5 separate regions of the Mus musculus genome follow, and regions 1, 2, 3 and 5 are each linked to region 4. The links are chromatin contacts, called in public Hi-C, HiCAR-type and promoter capture Hi-C maps. All regions are on one chromosome and are shown on one strand. The core of a region is the stretch at or near the end of the contact, and the rest is flanking DNA. Distances in the headings are between cores, read along the strand shown.

The links. Promoter capture Hi-C pulls out the DNA fragments that hold promoters and counts their contacts. Hi-C and Micro-C count contacts between places; a contact is called where the count stands out from the background. HiCAR-type assays count read pairs that join an accessible place to other places.
Region 1: a contact with region 4 is called in a Hi-C map of CD8 T cells, with 4 times the contacts expected there. The contact joins the promoter of Slf2 here to the promoter of BC037704 in region 4. A contact is called at or near these places in 4 of 39 promoter capture datasets (the C10 cell line, cranial neural crest, hippocampal neurons and 1 more), 1 of 484 Hi-C or Micro-C datasets (CD8 T cells), 2 of 115 datasets of contacts at active chromatin or transcription factors (microglia and pancreatic cancer cells) and 1 of 9 other capture datasets (liver).
Region 2: a contact with region 4 is called in a promoter capture Hi-C map of liver, with 2.7 times the contacts expected there. The contact joins the promoter of Ankrd2 here to the promoter of BC037704 in region 4. A contact is called at or near these places in 2 of 39 promoter capture datasets (both in liver) and 1 of 115 datasets of contacts at active chromatin or transcription factors (astrocytes).
Region 3: a HiCAR-type map of astrocytes shows a contact between it and region 4, with 4 times the contacts expected there. The contact joins the promoter of Zfyve27 here to the promoter of BC037704 in region 4. A contact is called at or near these places in 5 of 39 promoter capture datasets (embryonic stem cells, hippocampal neurons, liver and 1 more), 5 of 115 datasets of contacts at active chromatin or transcription factors (astrocytes, embryonic stem cells, large pre-B cells and 2 more) and 3 of 9 other capture datasets (adipose tissue, liver and pancreatic islet).
Region 5: a contact with region 4 is called in a promoter capture Hi-C map of stem cell-derived epiblast-like cells, with 3 times the contacts expected there. The contact joins the promoter of Avpi1 here to the promoter of BC037704 in region 4. A contact is called at or near these places in 9 of 39 promoter capture datasets (the 3T3-L1 cell line, the HPC-7 cell line, HPC-7-derived erythroid cells and 5 more), 11 of 115 datasets of contacts at active chromatin or transcription factors (astrocytes, bone marrow-derived macrophages, differentiating embryonic stem cells and 5 more) and 3 of 9 other capture datasets (adipose tissue, liver and macrophages).

The regions. Positions count from the first base shown.
Region 1 is chr19:44,929,646-44,932,422 of GRCm38.p6, forward strand. Slf2 (SMC5-SMC6 complex localization factor 2) reads left to right here and starts at 1,474. Exons shown (of 20, transcript NM_001081225.2): 1 at 1,474-1,805. The coding sequence starts at 1,666.
Region 2 is chr19:42,034,629-42,037,328 of GRCm38.p6, forward strand. Ankrd2 (ankyrin repeat domain 2 (stretch responsive muscle)) reads left to right here and starts at 1,399. Exons shown (of 9, transcript NM_020033.2): 1 at 1,399-1,494. The coding sequence starts at 1,408. It overlaps Ubtd1 (ubiquitin domain containing 1), which reads left to right. Exons shown (of 3, transcript NM_145500.3): 3 at 1-13.
Region 3 is chr19:42,169,137-42,171,836 of GRCm38.p6, forward strand. Zfyve27 (zinc finger, FYVE domain containing 27) reads left to right here and starts at 1,431. Exons shown (of 13, transcript NM_177319.3): 1 at 1,431-1,649; 2 at 2,410-2,607. The coding sequence starts at 2,411.
Region 4 is chr19:43,673,785-43,676,484 of GRCm38.p6, forward strand. BC037704 (cDNA sequence BC037704) reads left to right here and starts at 1,394. Exons shown (of 1, transcript NR_045645.1): 1 at 1,394-2,700. It overlaps Slc25a28 (solute carrier family 25, member 28), which reads right to left and starts at 1,097. Exons shown (of 4, transcript NM_145156.1): 1 at 692-1,097. The coding sequence starts at 982.
Region 5 is chr19:42,127,582-42,130,459 of GRCm38.p6, forward strand. Avpi1 (arginine vasopressin-induced 1) reads right to left here and starts at 1,412. Exons shown (of 3, transcript NM_027106.4): 1 at 1,290-1,412.

The sequences.
Region 1 (2,777 bases), core at 224-2,723, 1.3 Mb after region 4:
TTTAAAAAGATATCTTTTATTGCATTCATTTCGTGTGTGTATACGCTGACAGACGTCATAGGATAGCTCACCGCACTGAATCAGTTCTCTCCTTCTGCCATGTGGTCCTGGGTCATGAAAGCAAGTTCCTTTATACCATGAACTATCAGCACAGCCGCGGCCTTCTCTCTTGACCCTCCACCTCCGTCTCCCAAGTACTAGGATTACAATAGGATTACAAGCCTTCCCTAAAAAAAAAAAAAAAACTGGCCGGGTACTGCAGGAAATCTGAAGCCCAAAGGAAAGAGAATCTTGTATTTGTACCAATTACACGAGAGAATCTAAACCTGTTTACATTGCTGGGTTTTATTACTTAAAATTACCCAGAGAAGATGGGCAGTGGTGGCCCACGCCTTTAATCCCAGCATTTGGGAGGCAGAGACCGGCCATTTTTCTGAGTTCAAGGCCAGCCTGGTCTACAGTCAGTTCCAGGACAGCCAGGGCTATACAGAGAAACCCTGTGTGTGTGGGGGGGGGGGGGGGAAGTGGGGGGGACAAGGGAAATTACCCAGAGAAGTGAGTAACTATACCCATTCTATACACATGGGAAGTGAAGTTTTAAATTACTCTGACCAGTTCCTCGGTCTGCAAAAAAACCCAGCTGGAGAGATAGCTCAGTGGTTAAGAGTACTAGTTGCTACTTCCAGAGGTCCTGAGTTCAATTCCACCAACCCTAAGGTGGCTCACAACCTCATGCTCTATTGTCATTCAGGCATACATGCAAATTGAGCACCATATACATAAATAAAAACTTAAAGAAATCCAACCTAACAGCCTCTTCAAAGCACAAGTCCTTTACTGATAAGGAAAAGAAGTCTATGTGCTGCGACTTCATGGGGAAACCCATTAGAGACAAAACGCTTTGACAGAATAAAAATGTCTAATTCAATGACTGAGTGCTCCCCCGCCCCCTCCCTTACAAAACAAAACAAAACAAAACAAAAAAACGGAACAACTATATCACAGTATAGAAGATCCCTCACAGAACGGTCAAATCACATTATAAGAGAAGGAACAGAAAGGAAATGGTGACAGCATTTTGGCCTAAGATGCCAAAGTGACTATGAAATATTAGGGCAGCTGTAGCACAATCGTCACAAATGTTGGCCATCTTCACTACAGACAGCTGCAGGCTCGGTTTTACTTCTGCAAATCTCACCCCTAGCCCTCGATCAGGCGGCTGTCGCCAGCTGTCGTAACACCCGCCACTGCCTCTTCTTTCCCACTCCCACGCACCGGCCAAGGCCGCCGCGGCCCCGACGAGGAGGCGCGCGCCCCAGGCGCACGTGACGGGCCCGGGGAGGGCAGTTTTCAATCTCCCCTCCCCCTTCCAAAAAACCCGCCCTCTCCCGGCAGGCGGAGGCTTTCTATTGCGCTACCACCAGAGTGACCCTCAGGTCAGCCAATCGCGACGCGGCACCTCAAGAAAGGCCCGCCCCCTGATGGTCCTCAGGTTCCTTCCCGCTCACACCGGAGTCACTTCCGAAGAGAGAACCGCCATGAAGAGAGTAGGGGGTGCCGCCCACCTCTGCACCGACAGCCTCCCCGAGTCCCAGCAGCAAGACGGCAACCACGCACCCAGCTTCTCCAGCCACAGCTCATGCCGCCGTCGCCAGCGGCGCCGACATGACAAGGCGCTGCATGCCCGCTAGGCCAGGTTTCCCCTCATCCCCAGCCCCGGGGTCGTCGCCCCCGCGCTGCCATCTGAGACCCGGTAGTACCGCCCCTGCTGCAGCGGGAAAAAGAACAGAGAGTCCTGGGGACAGGTACAGTGCAGAGGGCTTGAGAAGGGGCCGGGTCGCGGGGGCACGGGTATAGGGGAGGACTACGGACGGCTGCTCTTCAGTTCCCGCCATCCTCAGCGAGCTCAGGCCTTGATGTTCTGGGGCCTGCAAGCCCTCGCCCCGCCTCCGCGCGGGGGCTTCTGGGAGTTGAAGTCTCCTTTTCTGTAGTTGAGGTGTTGCTTTTGGTCTAGTGACCACCAGCCTAGATGGCTGCGGAGAGCCCGCTTTAGGTAGAAGGTTGTTTTTCTCCTTTTCGAGCGCTTGCCCTGGGGCCCTCCCTTCTCGAAGCCTCTATTTAGATCGTTCTGATCCTGGTGGTTTCTTGAGTTTAATTATGTAAGATGTGATAAGGAAAACCCACGAATTACTTAATAGTACAGTGTACACGACCATTCATACTAAAAACATTTTTGGAATGCGCCTGTTTTCTCTTTGAGTGACTTTCTCCCTCACCAACAGACCTTTCTTTTTCTATTTCCTTTTTCTTCCTTTCTTTTTTTATATGGTAAGGATTTTCTGGGAGCTATGTAATGATGGAGAATTTCATCATATGACATCCTCTGACAATAAAACATTCAAATTATCTACGAACTTGGTACTGTCTTTTTTTTTTTTTTTTTAAGAATTGGTAACAGACGTTTTAAGTTTATGCTTTAATATTGTAGCACAGATTCACAATCCTTTATCTTAATTCTGAAGGACAGAAGGCTGTGAAAAACAACTATTTTCATTGCTTCCTACCACAGCCGCCTTGGCAGCCAAGCCAGGTTGATCAGAGCTAATATAAGGTTTGTGGGTGGTACTGAGTGTGAGTGTTGATAAGCTTTGCTGGAGAAATAGTAATATTTTGGCTACAGGTTGCAGCGCCAGATCCTGCTGGGGGCTGCACATAATACATTCAAGTTATTTCCCCTCCAAAATCCAATAAATTGAGAATTCTAACACGTTTGGTTC
Region 2 (2,700 bases), core at 149-2,648, 1.6 Mb before region 4:
GCCTTTGCTCCTCTCTTGCCTAGCACATGACTTCCTGTTTCACAGCACGCCAGCCAGCCGGAGCCCAGAGCTTCTGCTGGCTTGGCTGCAGATGGGCACAGCAGAGCATCCAACTGATGCTCCTCCTGGGGGCCCTAGTCTCATCCAACCTCGCTGTGTTCTGTGGGTCCTGAAAAAGGCCACTTCACCTCTGAACACAGTTTGCTTTCCTTTAATGGAGAGATGGTGCCTCCCACCCTGCCTCCTGCAGCAGTTGCTGGGACAATTATGTGTCTGTGTGTGTGTGTGTGTGTGTGTGTGTGTGTGTGTTGGGGGGCGGTCCAGATAGGAAAAGTGAAGGAGCACCCACAGAGGGCAGCATAGCCATGTGGCAACCACCCCACAGGGCCCACATGGGATGCTGTGTCAGAGCGTGGGATGACAAGCTTCCAGAAATGTGCGAGCCAGAGACAGACAGGGCTGTCTCCTCCTGTTTCTTCTGCAGGACTGTGTACATCACCAGAGGGGAATCTCGGGTGCCACTTGCAGTTGTAGAAGTATGGAACATTTGTAGTCCACTGGCAGATTAAACCTAGCTCATAATGACCTCGGGCTCCAGGCTGGGAGTCCCAGGCGAGGAGCTCAAGTGCAGGTCTGCCTTTCCTCTGTGTATTCTCTGTTCTCGGGGAGTGTGACCAGCTCCGCCCACGGCAGTCTGGCATCGCCTAGTACTCGTGAGATGGCCTTAGCTCTGAACTCTGACTTCCTGAGCTCTTAAAACAACACTAGGTTCTGCTGAGGACTCCAGGAAGATGAAACAAACAGATGGACAGGTTCTGTTCATGGCTAATGGACACGCCATGCAGCATAGCCGTGTTTCCCTAGGGCCCATGGGACCCATAGCAGCCACCAGAGGGCAGCAGCCGTTCCAGCTCTTGCTTGGAGAAGGTCTCGGATGCCCACAGGTCTGCTGGGGCTCATACTTGGTTTTTCAGGCTCCCCTGCCTGGCACAAGCTAGACAGCATTTCTGGGCATCCAGCAGGTGGCACTCCAGCCAGACCAATGGCAGCATGTAGGTCCTTTGCAGCCCGTTCACCCTGGCTAAGACTTAGCCAGTTCCCAGCACTGAGGACACACTGGACAGGCCTCTTTCCCGCAGCTGTCCTTCGGGGCGGTGTGCCTTCTGGCTCTGGTAGGCCAGAGGTTAGGGGAGGGGCAAGTTCCCTGGCCTGGACAGTGGCTTCCCATGCTCCCTGGGGCTGTCCGAGGTGAAGGTGACAGGTGGGGGAGGCAGGTGGAGAGTTGAGCTAGTAAGCTCATGACAGATGGAGAAACGAGCCTGTGAGCTAATGACAAAGGCGCCCAGTGGGCGGGGTGGGTGCTTGGGCCTATAAAGACCCCATGCCCTGTGGCTTGCAGAAACAGTCATGGAGGGTACCATGGAGGGGCCCGAGGCGGTGCAGAGAGCCACAGAGCTCATCGAGCAGCGGCTTGCCCAGGAGGAAGAGACTGAGGTGGGAGCTGAGGTGAAGGGTGTCGGGGAGGGAGGGAGGGGGGCCTCAGGGTTAACGGTTGGTCCATCTGTGCTGTCATGAGAAGGGAAAGTCGGCTGCTACCTGGGTCCAGACAACATGCTACTTCCCAGGGCCCAAGCGGGATGTTCCTAACATGGTTGTGGGTGGTGGGAGATGGGGCTTCAGCCCCGCAAACAGGCACTTGGAGGGGGCAGGCCTTCCCGAGACCCTGCCCACTCACCTGGGCTTCAAGAGATAGACTGGACTGGACAGAGAAGACAGATGAGTATTCTCTGGGAAAACCAGAAAGGTAAGGTCCTGACACACACACACACACACACACACACACACAGAATGTCCCCTGGATGCCAGGGCTGGTTGCTGCGGGAGAGCAAACTGACAGGAGTCAGGAAAGGAGATGGGGAAGGGCAGCTGGGACTTAGCCAGGACTGTTGGCAGAGGCCTAATGCACACACGGGTACGTTTTCTCTTGGCTAAGTTAAGTGGGGCTGGACTACTGACTGGTCCTGCTCTACATCTTATTCAAAAACAGTTGAGCCAGGTGTGGTGGTACAATCCTATAATCTCAGAGGTGGAGCCAGCCTGGGCTACATGGTGAGATTACCCCCCCCTGGGGTGGGGGTAGAGGACCAGGAGCCTAGAGTCCAGTGCGTAGGGCGAAGGTGGGCACTAATTGTAACCTTTTATTTGTATCATCAACTAAGAAGAAGGCAGAGGGCAGAAACGGGCGTATGGAAAATGGAGAGTAGTGATGAATGGGTGGGTGAGCCCTTCTGGTCCTCTGGGACTACTCTGGTCAGGATGGAGTGTGAGCTGGACCTTTGGGATTAAGAAGTGTGGTCGGGATGTGGGGAGAGGTACTTGAGGCTAAACAGCAGATAGATAAAAGTGGTCATGAAAATGTGTGACAGACACCAAGAGCTGGGGCTAGAAAGAGGGCCAAGGACAAACCAGAGAAGACCAGGTAAGAGGTGCAGGCTCCGTGAGCAGTGAGGACCACTGACTGTTAAGAGTGCTGTGCCACTGTCTGACCTGTTATAGAGCCGGTTCTGATGTTGCTGATGTTATTAGAGGGGGAAGGGGGAGCCTATCGGAACTCAGAGGCCCCCATCATTTAAGAGAAGTGATGAGCTCAGATTTATCAAGGGGAGTGTGGACAGCAGCCGAGCATCCCAGGAATCTCGC
Region 3 (2,700 bases), core at 181-2,680, 1.5 Mb before region 4:
AATTTCTTGTGCATCTTGTCTCCAGGCGAAGGGGTATTACTGAGAGTAAAGATTTCAGAGCCTGTGGGACAGTGACCAGCCTGAAGGAAGTGAGGAGAGCCCAGATTCCCAGTGCAGCTGAGTCCTGGCTGAGGAGAGCAGGCGTGCCTGTCTCTCTGAAAAAGAGATGCTGGACGAGATGTCAGTGAAGCTTTGGGGTAGCTCAGAGGAGGGGTTATTGTCGGCTGAACAGCTAGGGAAGGCTGCTCACAGCTGACTCCTGCTATGATGGCTTGCTTGGGTTTGGATGGAAGCAAGAATCGGGGCAGGCAGGTGTGACAAGCAATCTGAGGACTTGGCAAGAGTCCAGGGCCCTTGCAGGTAACAAAGAGGGTTCAGCTGGCTGAGACTGAGGCACCTGAGAGAGAACAGCAGGACAGATGAAGCCAGTGGATGCAGCCTCGTGTGGGTGGTGGTATGGCTGGGGTTGCTGGCATCCAGTGATGTATTTGGCTCAAATCCCAGCTCCGAGCAGTTTATGTGCTGTGACATTAAAGAAGTTACTTACCATGACTACAACTCCTCATCTGTGAAATGGTGATAACCCCGATAGGGTTATTGAAGGAGGAACAGATAAGATAATGTGCACAAAAAGCTTAGTGTACTGCCTGCCTGCTGGTTAAATGGAAACCCATGGGAGGTGTGTTTTAAGGGACAACAGCTGGGTCACAAGATGTGAAGAGGATAGAGCTAGGAACGGCCTGCACAGGACCTTGAACACAGCAGCTACGGACCACCGTTCCGTCTCTGCTAATGTTGTAACCCTCGAAATTACTGATACTACTAGAGAAACTTCAGTGTCGTGTACAGTTTGTCTCTGCGTTCTCACGGCAAGCACTATAGCAGACAGCTGGTTTCTGTGCTGCTGTGTCTTCCTGCAGCAAGCCAGGGGCTCTCTCACCGTTAAAATGGCACTACCCATAGGCACCTGACATACAAGATGTGTTTTCTGTCTTCCCTAGGTTCTCAGAGCTTCTATCCACATTTTCTTTCTTTTTTTTTATCCTTCTCCATCCCTGCCCCCACACGCCCCACTTTTTTTTTTTTTTTTTTTTTTTTTTTTGAGCCAGAAGCTCCCATAGCCAAGACTGGCCTTGAACTTGCAATACTCCAGCCTCAGAAACCAAAAGGCTGTGGTTACAAGTGTGTCACCACGCTAGACTCTCTAACTGTCCTTGCTGTAATGTTCCGGAGCTAGGCTGGCTCCCAGGTCCTAGGACTCCCGGGCATTAAACGAGTCATCTCTTGGGTGGCAGGAACAGAGTTAACCAGAAATTAGCCAAGGAGGGAAGAGTGCGCAGGCGCAGTATCAACGCGCTTGCTCACCTGCGCTTGGGTGGGAGGAGCTAAGCCCGGAGGCCGGACCCAAGGCGGGACGGGCGCGGTGACGTCACGGGCGCGCCACCGCAGAGTGAGTCGCGTCCCGGAAGCGACGGCGGTGGAGGGGCAGACGGTTCCCGGGTGGACCTGCGACTTCGGAGCGTCGGTGGGAGGTGGCGTGGCGTGGCGTGGGGTGGGGCGGGCCTGGCCTGAGGGACCGCTCCGGGGCTTGGTGGCCCTTCTGTCCCCCTGGCCGTTCCTGTCTCTTCCTTTCCTGGGACAGCGTCCGGGTAGGTGACGACCGTGACGCCCCAGCCTCACTGTATTTATTTACGGAGCCTGGCCCTCCGGCCCTCCCACCGCGTGTGGGTCGCCACCTGCAGGCACAGCGACCTTAGGCGTGTCCTGCCCTGCGCGGCCTCAGACAGGCTGGTGGTCTGGGCCTCTGTCGGCACTGACCTGCTAAGCCTGTCTCGCGCTTGCTTGGGTTCCCTTTCTCCCTAGCTCGTCCTGTCGAGAGTTTGGGGTCCAGTCGACCCCTTTCCAAGTGATGAATGGGAGCCAGGGTTAAGAGCGTGATAAGAGTGTTGTTAGGAGAAATTCATGAACCTCTGGGAGCCCTGGTAAGGGTCTCCCAGTGTACACTGGCGCGTTCATAAAGACTTCCCAGGACAAGATGGTCCCCCTTACCCTGACACCTGAAGGAGGAGCTAAAGATAGGAGAAAGATGTCACAGGACATCTTTTCTCTTGGCATTACCTACTGCCTTCTTTCAACAACCTGGTTATTAATGGTTTATATGCTCTTGAAAGGTCTGTGAGGGAAAGGAGCGTTGGAGGGGCTCATGAAGAGTGATAGGCTTTATAGCGAAGACATCCCCTTCACCCTGCTACTTCCTACTTCAGTAGGAATAAAATTTCTTGCAGTGTGAGATGGGTATTCGCGTTCACCTCTCACAGTTAACCTTAGGAACCACACGAACTGTAATGCAAGGGGGAAATGTGTTGTAGTCTGGAAGTGCATCGTGAGTGTAGGGATTTACGATTACAGAATGCAGACTTCGGATCGGGACCTGAGTGGGCCGGAGGCGAGCCCCAGCGGGATGCCTGAGGTTCTCTCTGAGTGTCCACCTGCCCCTACCAAGTCAGCAGCGTTTGATCTCTTCAACCTGGTCCTGTCCTACAAGAGGCTGGAGATCTACCTGGAACCCCTGAAGGATGCAGGGGACGGTGTTCGATACTTGCTAAGGTACAGACTTTAGGGTTCCTTTGTTCTTCCTCTGGGCTCTCCTGTCTCCCTGGTCTTTAGCAGTTCTGGCCAGCTAGGCAGTAGTTGGGCTAT
Region 4 (2,700 bases), core at 144-2,643:
AAGGGGCTGATGCACTTGCTCCCTCAACATAGAATCTTAGTCCCAGCTCAATTTTTACGTTCAGGAAATAGATGGGCTACCAATCTTGCCTCGCAGAGAAACCGAAACCGTTTTTCTTAACATGCCTTATTCCCACATCCATTCCAGTCTGGAACTCTCACTTTTGACTGCACAATGATTTTTTTTTCAACCACTCCCAGGTTAAGATTTAATACGTACTTTTATCTAGCTGAGAGATCCCAGATTCCGGTTCCTGCCCCGTCACTTTAAAGGAAAGACGCAGCAAGGAGCTTGTGAAAGCGCCGACCCGAAGCACATCTCAACCCAAGCTATCGGATAGAGTTCACCGTCTGATTTCATGCCAGCTGGTTTGTTATAGACTTACCTGTGCTTCGGGATCCCCCCCCCCCAATCCCATCCCATCCCTGCTTAGTCCCAATCGGGATCAAGTCTTTGGCTGACAAGATTTTTGCTTCGCCTCACTGACCGTTAGAAGTAAGTCCTGGTTCCTGACTGAGCTCATCTACCAGCCAGGACTTTGCTTGCACGGAGTATTGGCTCAAACCGTGTGTAGAGGTAGGAGCCAGGAAGAAACCTATCAGCTCTGGGTCTCAGTTGGGATTCTGGCTCTAAACAAGGTTCAGGGTCGGGTCAGCCCCAGGTCCGGTTCGCAGCCTGGTCCAGGTCTCACCTTGACGCAGTCGATCGGGTACATCACGCAATGCTCCAGGATCCCTGCCACGGCGCCCGCCACCATGTGCGTGGTGACAGTGGCTCCAGCCGGCAGCGCTTCGTATTCCGGGCCGGACTCCGGATCCAGCCGTACAGGGGGCTGATAGGCCCCCGCCTCCCCGCCGCCGGCCCCCCGGCCCACGCCCCGCTGCAGCCACCCGTCCAGCAGCGCCGACTCCCCGGGGCTCCGCCCGGGCCCAGCAGCTGGTCCTCCCGCCACGCCGCCTGCACTCCGCCCCTCCAACTCCATCCACTTCGGCCAGCCGCGGCGCCCACACGCGCCGCCGCTGCCGCCACCACTGCCGCCGCCCCCCGGCCCCGTTGCGTCCGCCTCAGGCGCGGCCCAGAGAGCCCGGGGCCTCCGGCTCCCGCTTGGCCCCGAGGACACGCCCCCCAGACAGCCATTGGTGTAGGCCCTAACGTGTCTCCGCCCCCTTTTTACGGAGCCAAAATGTATCTGTGTTATTCGTCAGATAGCTTGTCATTAGTCCCGTAGGTCCCACCCCTTCCCCTTTGATCTTGGAAGCGTCTTGTTTATTGGCTCTTGATTGGCGGACTTGCCCGATCGACCCGCCCCTAGCGTTTCGGAGGCGGGAGAAACGTAAAGCTGAACTTTGATAGGCTCAACCGCTCTAGCTACTTTGGCGGTGGCCATTGGCCCGAACCACTTCGTTCTTCCATTGGATGTGGAGAGAAGCGCCTGGAGGACAGGGACCGGCTCCCGGCTGTACCCCGGCGCGGCGTGCGTGGCGGTCGGGACTGCCGGGGAGAGGGGGCGGTGCCAGCCAGACCTTCAAGGTCAAACCGCTGTCGGTTGCCGTTAGGACGCGTGCTCTGGCGTGCACCGGGTGTCGAGTAGCACGGTGCGACTGTTCCCGCGGGATCTCAGGCGGGGGCGGAGTCAGCCCGGACCCTGCGTCCCCTGGCACGGCCCAACCCGCCGCTAGGGGAGATCGGCTGTGAGCCTCGGGTGGCTCTGGAGTGGTGTGCCATCAGCGCAGATCCGCTCGCCTTGGGCCTCCCACCCAAAGCCGCCTAGTGAACCCTCCAGTGGGTGGACCGATGAGCTCTCATTGGGTGGACTCTGCGTTGGGAAAGGAGAAGGCGAAATGGGATGGTTCGGAGGCGACGACAGGTGTCAGGGTCTTGGAGCACCATCCCAATCGCGGCAGAGCAACTGCTGATGCCTGGGAGTGGAGCTTGTTCCGAGACATACACTTGAACTTCGTATCCCGAGCTCGCTTGCTGATAAACTCCACCGGGTCTGATGGCTGTCCGCTCTCTCTCTCCGGGACCGCTGAGCTGCTGCTTCTTGAGAACCGCTCCCCGGTTGTAAAACGATGCTAGGGACGTCTGGTCCTCAGGGCCACTACCTTGAGCAGAAGCGGGCACTGAAGCGACTCTCGAGCCTCAGCCTCTACTGAGGAGCGAGGGCCCCTTTCCGCTCGCTGGTTCTGCAGGCTACCTCAGGCTCCCTTCTCAGCAGCGTGTTTGCACACGCTTCCCCAGTTTCTAGCTCTGCCTTTACAACCTATTTTAATGAGATGATGACGCAATTGCAAACTTTTCCATCTTTTCGTAGCGCTTCCTTAGAACGGTTGGAGGCTTTTCCATTTCCTCTCTAAAGCTTAGCCCTTCGGCGGACGGGTCTTTCAACTAATCTTTGGCAGTAGTTACTAACGTTTGTGTCGTGATCTCTTGGAAAATAAAGCTCTTAAGTTCCCAACCCCATCCCCAGTCACACACAAAACTGCTTTTTATTTCGGGTTTCAGCGTGAAGGAGATTCCGTTAACCTCGGGTTAAGAATTCTTCCCCACATCATATACAGACTTCTTGCTACCCTGCACTTTTCTCTGAGAGATGAATAGATCTCAAAAAAGCCTCCACCCCCCAGTCCTGTTAAAATATCAATTTTCTTCCCTGACAAATTAATGACAATGCCTGCTATATCCCGTCTCTTCTTATCA
Region 5 (2,878 bases), core at 162-2,661, 1.5 Mb before region 4:
ATGGCAAAGTTCAACATCTTTTGAATTGGGCATTAAAGGAAGGACATACTATAGAGCTCTTAACTCGACGCTTCTCTGCCTTGGAAGTGAAGAAAGAAACTGGGCCCCTACTCCAGACCCATTTTCAGGCATGACTTGAAAAATGAACTAACAGAGCAAGGAAAAGATCCTTTTGAAAGAATTCAAAACCCCTAAGGTGGCAGTGACGCTGACCACTGAGTGACCTTGGACAAGTCACTTTTCCTTTGCTTTGTTCATCAATCAAAATAGTGAGAGGGAAAATCCTCACTGGGTACAGAGATGAAATATGAATGACCATCCTAGTACCTGGCCTACTGTGGACACTCAACATTGTACATTGGTTGAATGAAAAATGATGCGAAGAGAAAGCTATTAACAAGACTATATAGAACCATGGCCGTGGTTAATTTAGCACTGACGTACAAACTACTCAGAGGGCTTCAAAGACAGGCTCATCTGTGCACTTTTAAAACCATGGCTACATAGAAGGAAGCTTGCTGCGTCAAGCAAGAAGAGCACTTTTGAGGACCTTTTGGTCCTCCTGTCAGGTGGCATCCTAATCCCCTGTTAGCGGGCACTATTGTTAAACACATTTTCCAGATGAAAAAGCTGACCTCTTGAAGTGGTGACTTGCTCAACTCCACAAGGCTGGTAGGTGATCTTAGGCTATTAACCAGGTGGTCAGACCTGGGCGCCTTACCAGTGTTACTTTCATTCTTTCCAGGTGGCTGAGAAGGTGGTCAAAAGAAACGTGGGGGCAGAAGGTTCTGAAACCTCTAAGACCGTGCCATCTTCGTCTGGGGGTTTTGGAGGTCGCCACTGATTCGCAGACAGGATTCCCACGCCAGCCTCTTCGCTGGACTTAGAGCAAGCGGAGCTAGAGTAGAGCCCTCTGGGAAGTTAGATCGGTGTCGGGTCAACCTATTGCCAGTTCCAGGAGACCCCAATCGGGATCCGGCGGCCAAGACGCCTACTGTAACCTCTCTCGGGCTTTGGGAAAAGGGCGAGCGCAGCTCTGGGCTCCTGCCCTGAAAGTGATCACAAAGGCCAAGCGGAGGTGACTGGCTGGCTAAGAGATTGAGAGAGGATATCTTGGCCGAAGTTACAGGACGACATCCCCACCACAGTGAGCCCCAGGGCTCAAAGGTGGCGACTGACAGAGAGAAGCCCCTAAGTGGATCTAGGATGTGAGACCCAGCGGATTCCCAGCTGCGACCGTCGGCCCGCGCGCTCCCACGCACAGCTGAGCCGGACCGTGGCCTACCTACCTGGTTGCCTTAGCTGCCCGAGGCAGGCGGAACGCAGCCGGGAGCCTGGCCGGGCCACCTGGATCACGGCCACAGTTCCTCAGAGAAAGTGCTCCGAGCCCCTTCAACAGCCAATCCTCGGTCACAGCCTTAGAGCGAGAAGCCGAGCCAACTTCGCCAAATCGAACGCGGAGCCTTCGCGGACCAATCAGCTGCTGCAGGGGGGAGGGGCGTGCCTTATCCCTCCCTTTTCCCGTGCCCGCCTCCAAACCCAGTGCGGAGATTCCTTGAGTCCAATCATCTAGGGAGTATCGGCGAGGGGCGTGTCCTCCGGGTCCTCCCCATCCTCCCAGCTCACCTGCCCTCCCCACGCCTGGAGGCGCCCCCTTGATTGACGTCAGTCCCAGGGGCGGGCTCTGCTTTGCGGGCACGCAGGCGGGGCGGGGTCGCATTCCTGACACGGGGTGCGGCTGGAGACCGCGGGCCCTGCAGGGTACACGTGACAAGTGCCCCTTTTCTCTGGGTCGAGTCCAACGCACGTGGCGTAGGGTTTCACTGTTAAGATCCTCATAACCTACAGTTCCTAAAACTCCCTTCACCTCCCGGGCCTCCTGGGCCTGCATTCAGAATGATTTACAAATCTTGTAGCGACTGTGCCAGTTTGGTTACCTAAGGAGAACTTAACAGCTCTTTGGACATCTTTCACTGAGACCCTTTCCAGTTCAGTTTCCTTGACGGGCTGTAAGAGAACTGCAACCCTTACCTTGAGGTAGTTAACAGCCTAGCGACAGAGGCTAACACTGAACCACCACTTGGTATGTGACTACAATCATGATCACATGAAGTTGAAAGAAGGTAAAGAGGAAGGAAGCATCTTTGAGAGGTCCTGGAAGCCACAAGAAGGAGCATAACCAGTAAAGAAAGGAGCTAACGTTTTTAGAACGAGGAAGAATGGGCCTGGGCAGAATAAAGGAAGAGAGGGAAGAAAGCACGCTGGAGCCAGGACGGCTTTTCTCCAGAGGGATAAAATAAGGCCTGGAGATCCGCTATAAATAGCAAGGTAGCCATGGTGGGAGGATGTAGGTAGGCAGTGACGTTTGCATTTGCCCCTCTGAGGCTCTATAAGCAAGGAAATAGAGTGATTTGTACTTATGAATAGGCATTCTGCGGTCTTTACAAGTCTTTACAGAGTGACTATAATGTGGTCAGCCCTTTACAAGGGTTAATTTATTCCCCACCACCAACAACAACAACCGTGGCGTGGCACTAAATTTGCATTTTCAGAAGGTCTCACCAGTTCCAAGGAAGCCGGGTTGGAAAGGACAAATGACTGCAGGGGATCTGTGAGGCTCTTTTTTAGTTCTTCACTGCTGTGAGCATGCTGAGAAAATGCTCCGTCCCTGAGCTACTGTGTGCCACTTCTTGTCTGTCTATCTGTCCGGCTGCCTTTCTGTTTCACTGAGATGGGTTTTACTTTGTAGTTCAGACTGGCCTGGAATTTCCATCCTCCTGGCTCAGCCTCTTGAGTGCTGGCATAATAGAGCTGTACCACCAGGTCCAGCTGTCAACCTGGAGGGATGTTGATTTCCTTCATCCGGGGCTTGTGCTCC